2 separate regions of the Xenopus tropicalis genome follow, and region 1 is linked to region 2. Evidence: chromatin contacts called from public Hi-C data. All regions are on one chromosome and are shown on one strand. The core of a region is the stretch at or near the end of the contact, and the rest is flanking DNA. Distances in the headings are between cores, read along the strand shown. Region 1 holds the start of csrnp1 (cysteine-serine-rich nuclear protein 1). Region 2 has its middle 81 kb from the start of csrnp1.

Region 1 (3,945 bases), core at 1,368-3,867, 82 kb before region 2:
GCAATGTACCCACTGCCGGAAACAAGCGGGGGGACCTGGGGGGGCACTATGTTCGCTGGCACCTGTACCCCTCTATTGCACCTGCCTGATGCAGCACATACCCAGATGCAGCACACAATCCCCCCCCTCCATAGATAAGAGCATTTCCCACAGAATACAATGCAGGGCAAGGAAGTGGGGGATGGAAGTAATGCAGAAGGCTGGGGGGGGGGGTTAATGGGGGGGAGGAGGAGGAGACGGTGTCTTCTGGCATCTCAGCCAATATGAGTGCAAGGGAGCGGGGGAATCGCCGGGACCCCTGCGGGGAAGTAGTTTAGCCCTCTGGTGCCTGGGAAATATCTGGGCGACTCTCAGCGCCAATAGCCAGGGCTCACGCGTTAATTACGAGGCAATTAGCAGCCAGTCACCTTAACGACACGGGATCCAATAAACACAACAACGGTAATCACAATGATCATAGTAATAATAATGAGATAATAATAATAATAATGAGCCGCACAAGGCAAGCGGCTCAATAAGTAGGAGAATAAAAGCTCATTAAAGGGGAAGTACAGCCCCATGCCAACCTTGGGACAAATACAGTAGAAAATAATACTCAGATATGGGAATTGCAGAATGCACCAGGGTTGGGAGGGGGATCCTTTTGCACTGCTCACTTCCTGTACAGATGGAACAGGAAGTGGGAAATTCACAGCTAAATATTCCCAGCAGATTTAGTTTTAGAAGTGAGCAGCCAAAGTTATAGCCTCAACGTTTGCTCATTTATTGTACTGTACAGCGCTGCGTACATAAGTAGCACTTTATAAATATAGATACACATACATTAGGACTATTAGCCACTTCAGCCATATGATGTTATGAACTACAAGTCCCAGAATCCCCCCCAAAAGCTCTGGGAATGTTAGTCCATATATCCATAGTCCTTATGCCATATATATCAGAACTTAATAACATTAATGACCACTAGGCAATCAGCTAGACAGCAATAGGCTTCAAGCCTTAGTCATCACTTTACAGCACTGCTGCAAACAGAAAAGTGACCTTCGGTCCCAATGAAACTGGCTGCCAAGCAATACCCTGTACTTTCATAGTAACTCAGGTGTTGGCCTTGGGGGGGGGGGGGGGGGTGATACAACTGGAATACACAAGGAGGTGCCAAAATAGGTGGTTATATCCCCTTCAGGCCCATGTTGCAGTGCATTGTGGTCAGGCCAAACGTGTCAAGTCCAGTGAGTGCTCTTAATGGATTAATGCCCCGGTGTGGGGCAGCAGTAACACCCCTCTCTGTCCATTGTCAAACATAAGGGTAACTTCCAGCAAATTCTCCTGTGAGTCACAGCCAATCAGATGACCACCCCCCTTCCTTTCCACTTTTTGCCTAAAATCTGATTTAATTGTAAGCTCTTTAGGGCAGACAGTAGTATGAATGAGTGAGGCCTCACACACACACATCCTATCCACATACCATTGCCCAGAATGATGTAAATTAGTAAATTCCAACTTGTGCTTCCCATAGCACACAAACATAGAAAAGTGTTGATTGTAAAAGTTGCACAACAATAACCCAACATCTGAGACAGTAACTAGAAGCAGCAGCAGATTGGGGGGGGGGGGGGTGTTGTTTATAAGGCAGTATCAAAACAGCAGCCAGGCTGTAACCACAGAGCCATCTTATCAGGAAAGTACACACAAGCAAAGTGCAGGGCTGCCCAAACATTCACATGAGTAAGAGGAGACAGGGGGCAGCTCTGAAGGAGGGGGGGGGGGGTTACATACAATGGGCAGGGATTGGTTCAGTCAGAGCCACAGGGCTTCTATGTGTGTACCCAAACACTTAATATATCTAACAAGGTGCCCTGTCCAGCCCTGCCTGGCACTGTCCCCCAAACAGAAAAACAACCCCCCAAAACAGAACTCATCCAGCCCAATGGCAAATAAGAAAAATCGATACAGGTAGGAAAGCAGTGGGAATACCAAGCAGACCAACAGAACTGGATAGAATGTTTCCAGACAAGGGATAGAATGTTTCCAGACAAGAGATAGAATGTTTCCAGACAAGGGATAGAATGTTTCCAGACAAGGGATAGAATGTTTCCAGACAAGGGATAGAATGTTTCCAGACAAGGGATAGAATGTTTCCAGACAAGGGACAGAATGTTTCCAGACAAGGGACAGAATGTTTCCAGACAAGGGACAGAAGTTCCAGCTGACACTATTGAGCGCCAAACATTTAAAGAGCCCAGGGTGCAGTTCCTTAGTTCCAACACTAGAGGTCGCGCCTTCCCCGCTGAGCGGCGCTGCTCCGGCTGCCCGGGCTGTAGTATCAGTCAGTGTTACGGGCTGGAGCCTTTGTACCCAGCGCTGCACCCTCAGCCTCTCCCAGCGTCAGGCGCCCCTAGTGTGGGAAATAGAGCAAAGCACCCCTGCACCCCCCCAGGCACCGACCCCCTCTCAAACCCCTCTCCCCCATTCATAACTGCCCCGAACCCCGACTTGTGACTGTGCAGCCCCCCAGCCTGTGGCTCACCTTGCCCGGGCTCCTGCTGCACAATGGGGCGCTGGCGGCGCTAGTTGCTGCTCATAGTCCGGCGGTAGCGATGTGCTCCCTGCGCTGCTCCCCCAGCTCTGCCTGCCCGCACCGGGAGCTCTGCCTTTTTCGTCAGTGGAAAAACTCCTGGGCTGGTGACGCAGGCGGTGACAGGGAGCCAGACAGGCCGGGCAGCCAGTGAGTAACCCGGCCCTTCCCTCCGCCCCGGCCCGGCCCTCCGCCTCCTCCTTCCCCCCAGCCCACACTCTGCTTCCTGCGCTCCTTCTCCCATACACTGTGCCCCCTCCCCTGAGGCACAGGGATCGGCATGCTGCCTGCTACTGCTCCCCCATCATTCCTGCACAGCTGCACCTTCCCACTAATTAGCGGGACCCCCCCTGCCTGCTGCACCTTCCCATTAATTAGGGGGACCCCCCCTGCCTGCTGCACCTTCCCATTAATTAGGGGGACCCCCCCTGCCTGCTGCACCTTCCCATTAATTAGGGGGACCCCCCCTGCCTGCTGCACCTTCCCATTAATTAGGGGGACCCCCCCTGCCTGCTGCTCTGTGCCATTAATTAGGGGGACCCCCCCTGCCTGCTGCTCTGTCCCATTAATTAGGGGGACACACTGCCTGCTGCCAGCCATGTATTATAGGAAGCCCCCACACTCACTCACACCCTATTTATTATAGTGAACCCCATACTCATTGCCTATTTATTATAGGGGTCCCCAGATATATTACCCAATACTGCACCCTATTTATTATTGGGGTTCCCAGACACACTGCCCCCTACAACACCCTAATTATAATAAGACCCAAAAGACACTCTGCCTTCTGCACCCCATTTATAATAACCCCCCCCCCCCGCACACTGCTTGGTTATGTATCCCTTTATATCTTTATATTGGGACCCCCAGGCACACTGACTGTTACTGCATCTGATTTATAATAGGGGCTCCTAAACTCACTGCTTGCTCCTGTATCCCATTTATTATAGGGACCCCCAGACACACTGCCTTTATTAATAGGGACCCCCAGACACACTGCCTTTATTAATAGGGACCCCCAGACACACTGCCTTTATTAATAGGGACCCCCAGACACACTGCCTTTATTAATAGGGCCCCCCAGACACACTGCCTTTATTAATAGGGCCCCCCAGGCACACTGCCTTTATTAATAGGGCCCCCCAGGCACACTGCCTTTATTAATAGGGACCCCCAGGCACACTGCCTTTATTAATAGGGCCCCCCAGGCACACTGCCTTTATTAATAGGGCCCCCCAGGCACACTGCCTTTATTAATAGGGACCCCCAGGCACACTGCCTTTATTAATAGGGCCCCCCAGGCACACTGCCTTTATTAATAGGGCCCCCCAGACACACTGCCTTTATTAATAGGACCCCCCAGACAC
Region 2 (4,089 bases), core at 1,164-3,663:
CCTACGGGACGCAGATATATTTTTGGCACCTGAGAGGAAACGGCTTTTTATACTCCCGGGTGCTACAAATGGGTGAAGGAAAAAAAAAAAGTGCAGCCGTCTCATTAGAGAATCACTGAGGAAAAGAAGAGATTAACCCAGTTTGACGTCTGGCACTGATAATCGGTCACGGCGCGTATGATCTCACAGAAACCCAAGTCTGTGTGTGAATTACAGCATCTTGTAGTCTCCTGCCTTATATGTAACACTGTAATTACCCCCCCATAACCTACTGCCCCACAGCTATGGCTACGTGCCTGCCAATCATCTTACTCACTGAATGATATTATGCATTCAGTTATGCAGGTTATACAGGGAACTCTGAGTATCACTCATGTATTATAAGGGATAATGTACCCCCTACTGTAAATGATAAGGATATTAGCAGTCACTGAGGGGTTCTGTGCCCATATAAAGGCACAAGGCTGCAGGCTGAGTTATACAGGGAACTCTGAGTATCACTCATGTATTATATAGGGGATAATGTACCCCCTACTGTAAATGATAAGGATATTAGAAGTCACTGAGGGGTTCTGTGCCCATATAAAGGCACAAGGCTGCAGGCTGAGTTATACAGGGAACTCTGAGTATCACTCATGTATTATAAGGGATAATGTACCCCCTACTGTAAATGATAAGGATATTAGCAGTCACTGAGGGGTTCTGTGCCCATATAAAGGCACAAGGCTGCAGGCTGAGTTATACAGGGAACTCTGAGTATCACTTGTTTATTATAAGGGATAATGTACCCCCTACTGTAAATGATAAGGATATTAGCAGTCACTGAGGGGTTCTGTGCCCATATAAAGGCACAAGGCTGCAGGCTGAGTTATACAGGGAACTCTGAGTATCACTCATGTATTATAAGGGATAATGTACCCCCTACTGTAAATGATAAGGATATTAGCAGTCACTGAGGGGTTCTGTGCCCATATAAAGGCACAAGGCTGCAGGCTCAGTTATACAGGGAACTCTGAGTATCACTCATGTATTATAAGGGATAATGTACCCCCTACTGTAAATGATAAGGATATTAGCAGTCACTGAGGGGTTCTGTGCCCATATAAAGGCACAAGGCTGCAGGCTGAGTTATACAGGGAACTCTGAGTATCACTCATGTATTATAAGGGATAATTTACCCCCTACTGTAAATGATAAGGATATTAGCAGTCACTGAGGGGTTCTGTGCCCATATAAAGGCATAAGGCTGCAGGCTGAGTTATACAGGGAACTCTGAGTATCACTCATGTATTATAAGGGATAATGTACCCCCTACTGTAAATGATAATATTAGAAGTCACTATCTATCTCATACCTTATAAGATTTATTAAAGAAGGAATAACTAAGGCTACACCGCTAATCAGCCCCAACTGTGACCATTAATACCCGGGTCCATTGGTAATACAGAGGGCACTGCCAGTGGCATAACTATAGGAGGGGCAAAGAGAAGGGGGCTAAAAACACCCCAGTGCACCACAAACATTCTCAAAGATGTGTTTATAGAAATTGCCATGGCTGAAGTAATTTTAACTTGTCATTGCAGTGATAATAAATACATAAGAGCAAACACACATTTTAAAATGAGGTCCCTGCTCCAAAGAGCTTACAGTCTATGAATGCCTGAATGTATACAGGCCCAAGTATTTGTATTCATGTAGCGCAATTATTATCAGCAGGGCTGTACACTTCAGCCCAAATAATGACAAATGACACACTCTTCCCTTTGTATTCATTTATTATTTTACATAGACTTTTCCGCTCTATTTTTGCTTTTTTTTGGTCTCTTTTGAGCAACACAAATAAAAAGGTGATGAATTTCTTGGGTTTGTTGGGAATACACCATGGTGGAAGAGGTTCCCATCTCTAGAATGGAGGGATTCTTTCCCACGCTCACATCCACGGTCTAATAGACTCAAGCCAGATGCACAGATAACCTAGCGGCCCCCCTCCCTCTCCGGGGACAATGACGGAAAGCCCTGAGAGTGGGGGCAGCTGCCTGGCTCATAGGAAAGTGGGACCTTATATTCACTACTGGATGCCTGGAATATCGACATTCACAGGAATATCACTAACAAAGCTTCAAAGGAAGATATTTTCGGACAGATATCGGTGGGCTTGTTGGATGCCAGGAGGATCAATTTGGTAGCCCCCTGTATGGCCACCTTTAGGCTAAGCCAGCATTTATAGATTTATAGAACCTCCTGGCCCAATGAGAAGACTTCTTTTTCTAGCCCTTAGGAAATTCCTTCTATTGGGTAACCAGGGGATCTATAACTCCTAGATCCAGGGCTGCAATCTAGGAGTTACATAGGTTACTGCAGTCAGGGTCCCTGAGAGTGTGAAAGGGGTGGAGCTTGCAGGCAGTAGGCGGTGTTTGGGAGGATCATGGGTGGAGTTTTGTTATAACTAAGGAGGGGCCAGCATGAACCAGGGAAATGTCATTGCATGCAAGGATCTTTTTTTTTTTATTGTTGCCAGCTGGATAATAATTAGGGCTCCCTCCATGATTACTGATGGCAGCTTTGACTAGATTGCCAACCCACCCCCTCTACTTTGTGTCAATGGAGCACCCATAATAAAACTGCCTTCACCCTATTCACTGGTCCCGATAAACGGGCTACCCCAGACTCCTCACACACACTCTCCCACCTCTACTGGGAGCACTTTCTTACCCAAAACGGGGGCTATAATATTAAAACAATATAGAGAGATAAAGAAGGAACAGGATGTAACTAGTTAAAAAATAAACATCAGCATAGAGCCAAGGACTACTACTCCCATGATCCTCCATCAATCACGCAAGTGGCAGAGAGTTGACCCACAATGCAAGAGCCACAGTTTGCCTGTGACATATATGTAGTGTAACATGTTTGCATTTCTCTACATGATATCGTTCTTTCCTGCTAATTTTATTACAAGGGCACAGGCAGCCTTACTGTTACTAAGGGGATTACTTGCTCATTTCTTCCTAAATTGCACCTTTGTGTTTTTTAGAGAGAGCCAGAGCCGGAGCTGGCAATGGGCCATCCGAGCGCCCTTGTTCCAGAGAAATAATAGGTCCAGTTGTGCTGTGTGTTCCTCAGCTTATTATTCTCCTTTGTAGCATGGAGTCAGCCTTGGGGCCGAACTGCTGACAAGCCATTAAATCTTATTATACTGCCGCAACAACACTGGTCGTGTTGCACATGGGGACCTTCCCAGCACCGGTCAGAAATCTGAGGCTATAACATATTATGTGCACAAAGTATATTGCTTCCCTGCACACACATGTGAGTGGGAGCTGCCATAGCAATTCCCTTAGAGAGAAGAGTATGATGATATAACTTTTTATTCACATTATTCTTTGTATATTTGTATCTGTGCAGGCTCCTTCCTCTTAGACAATGAATTATAAGGATAGAGCTTACTATTACTAACGTGCACGGAGCGTAAATTCTTTGCATATTTGTTTTAATGCTGCCATGGAGTTTCCCAGAGCATGAGGGTACAGATTATGTGAACAGAACATTCCGTCTCCGTATCATTGGGTTGGTACATAGGAGTGGGAGATGTCATACTGTTCTGCCTAAATAGTACAATACGAGGGCACAGGACATTCATTCTCTGTGTTTTGGGAATTTATACCAAAAGGAACATTCCTATAAAAAAAGGTCTCCTCTTTGGTTGTGCAGTGCCCCTATATAATCTCTCCTGGAATTCATAGGGGAACCACTGGGGGCCTGGCTTTAGATTATCTATAGTCAGCATGATTCCATTATATAGGGGGTTGTATGGAAACTGCATTGGTCTTATTAAGCAGCCCCATAACCTATCCTCAAGATCTGCAGACTTGCAGGGGGTTGATTGGTTCCAATTTTTACCCCCTGTGTTAGGACTGGTTGGTATATGAGTTCCTTTTGTGTTGCCTGTGACCCCACACATTATACATAGAAAAGCATTTGCCGAGCCCCAGACACAAGTGCACAATAAGCAGATGGACCACTTTTCTCCACAGGCATCTTTTTTTATAGACGTGGAGAAAAGCAGATCTGCTCCTTTGCTCACAACCC

The links. A called contact is a pair of places that touch in the nucleus more often than the background predicts.
Region 1: a Hi-C map of neurula embryo shows a contact between it and region 2, with 2.7 times the contacts expected there. The contact joins the promoter of csrnp1 here to the enhancer-like site in region 2. A contact is called at or near these places in 2 of 5 Hi-C or Micro-C datasets (gastrula embryo and neurula embryo).

What each region holds. Positions count from the first base shown.
Region 1 is chr6:13,330,473-13,334,417 of UCB_Xtro_10.0, reverse strand. It overlaps csrnp1 (cysteine-serine-rich nuclear protein 1), which reads right to left and starts at 2,617. Exons shown (of 5, transcript NM_001078993.1): 1 at 2,528-2,617.
Region 2 is chr6:13,248,500-13,252,588 of UCB_Xtro_10.0, reverse strand. No RefSeq gene overlaps it. Among named protein-coding and RNA genes, the nearest start is that of csrnp1, 81 kb to the left of the region's middle. Within about 2 kb of position 2,413, at least 2 of the 11 cell types and tissues checked have an H3K27ac peak or open chromatin away from gene starts, as enhancers often do. A contact at or near this core is called in neurula embryo, where this site is marked.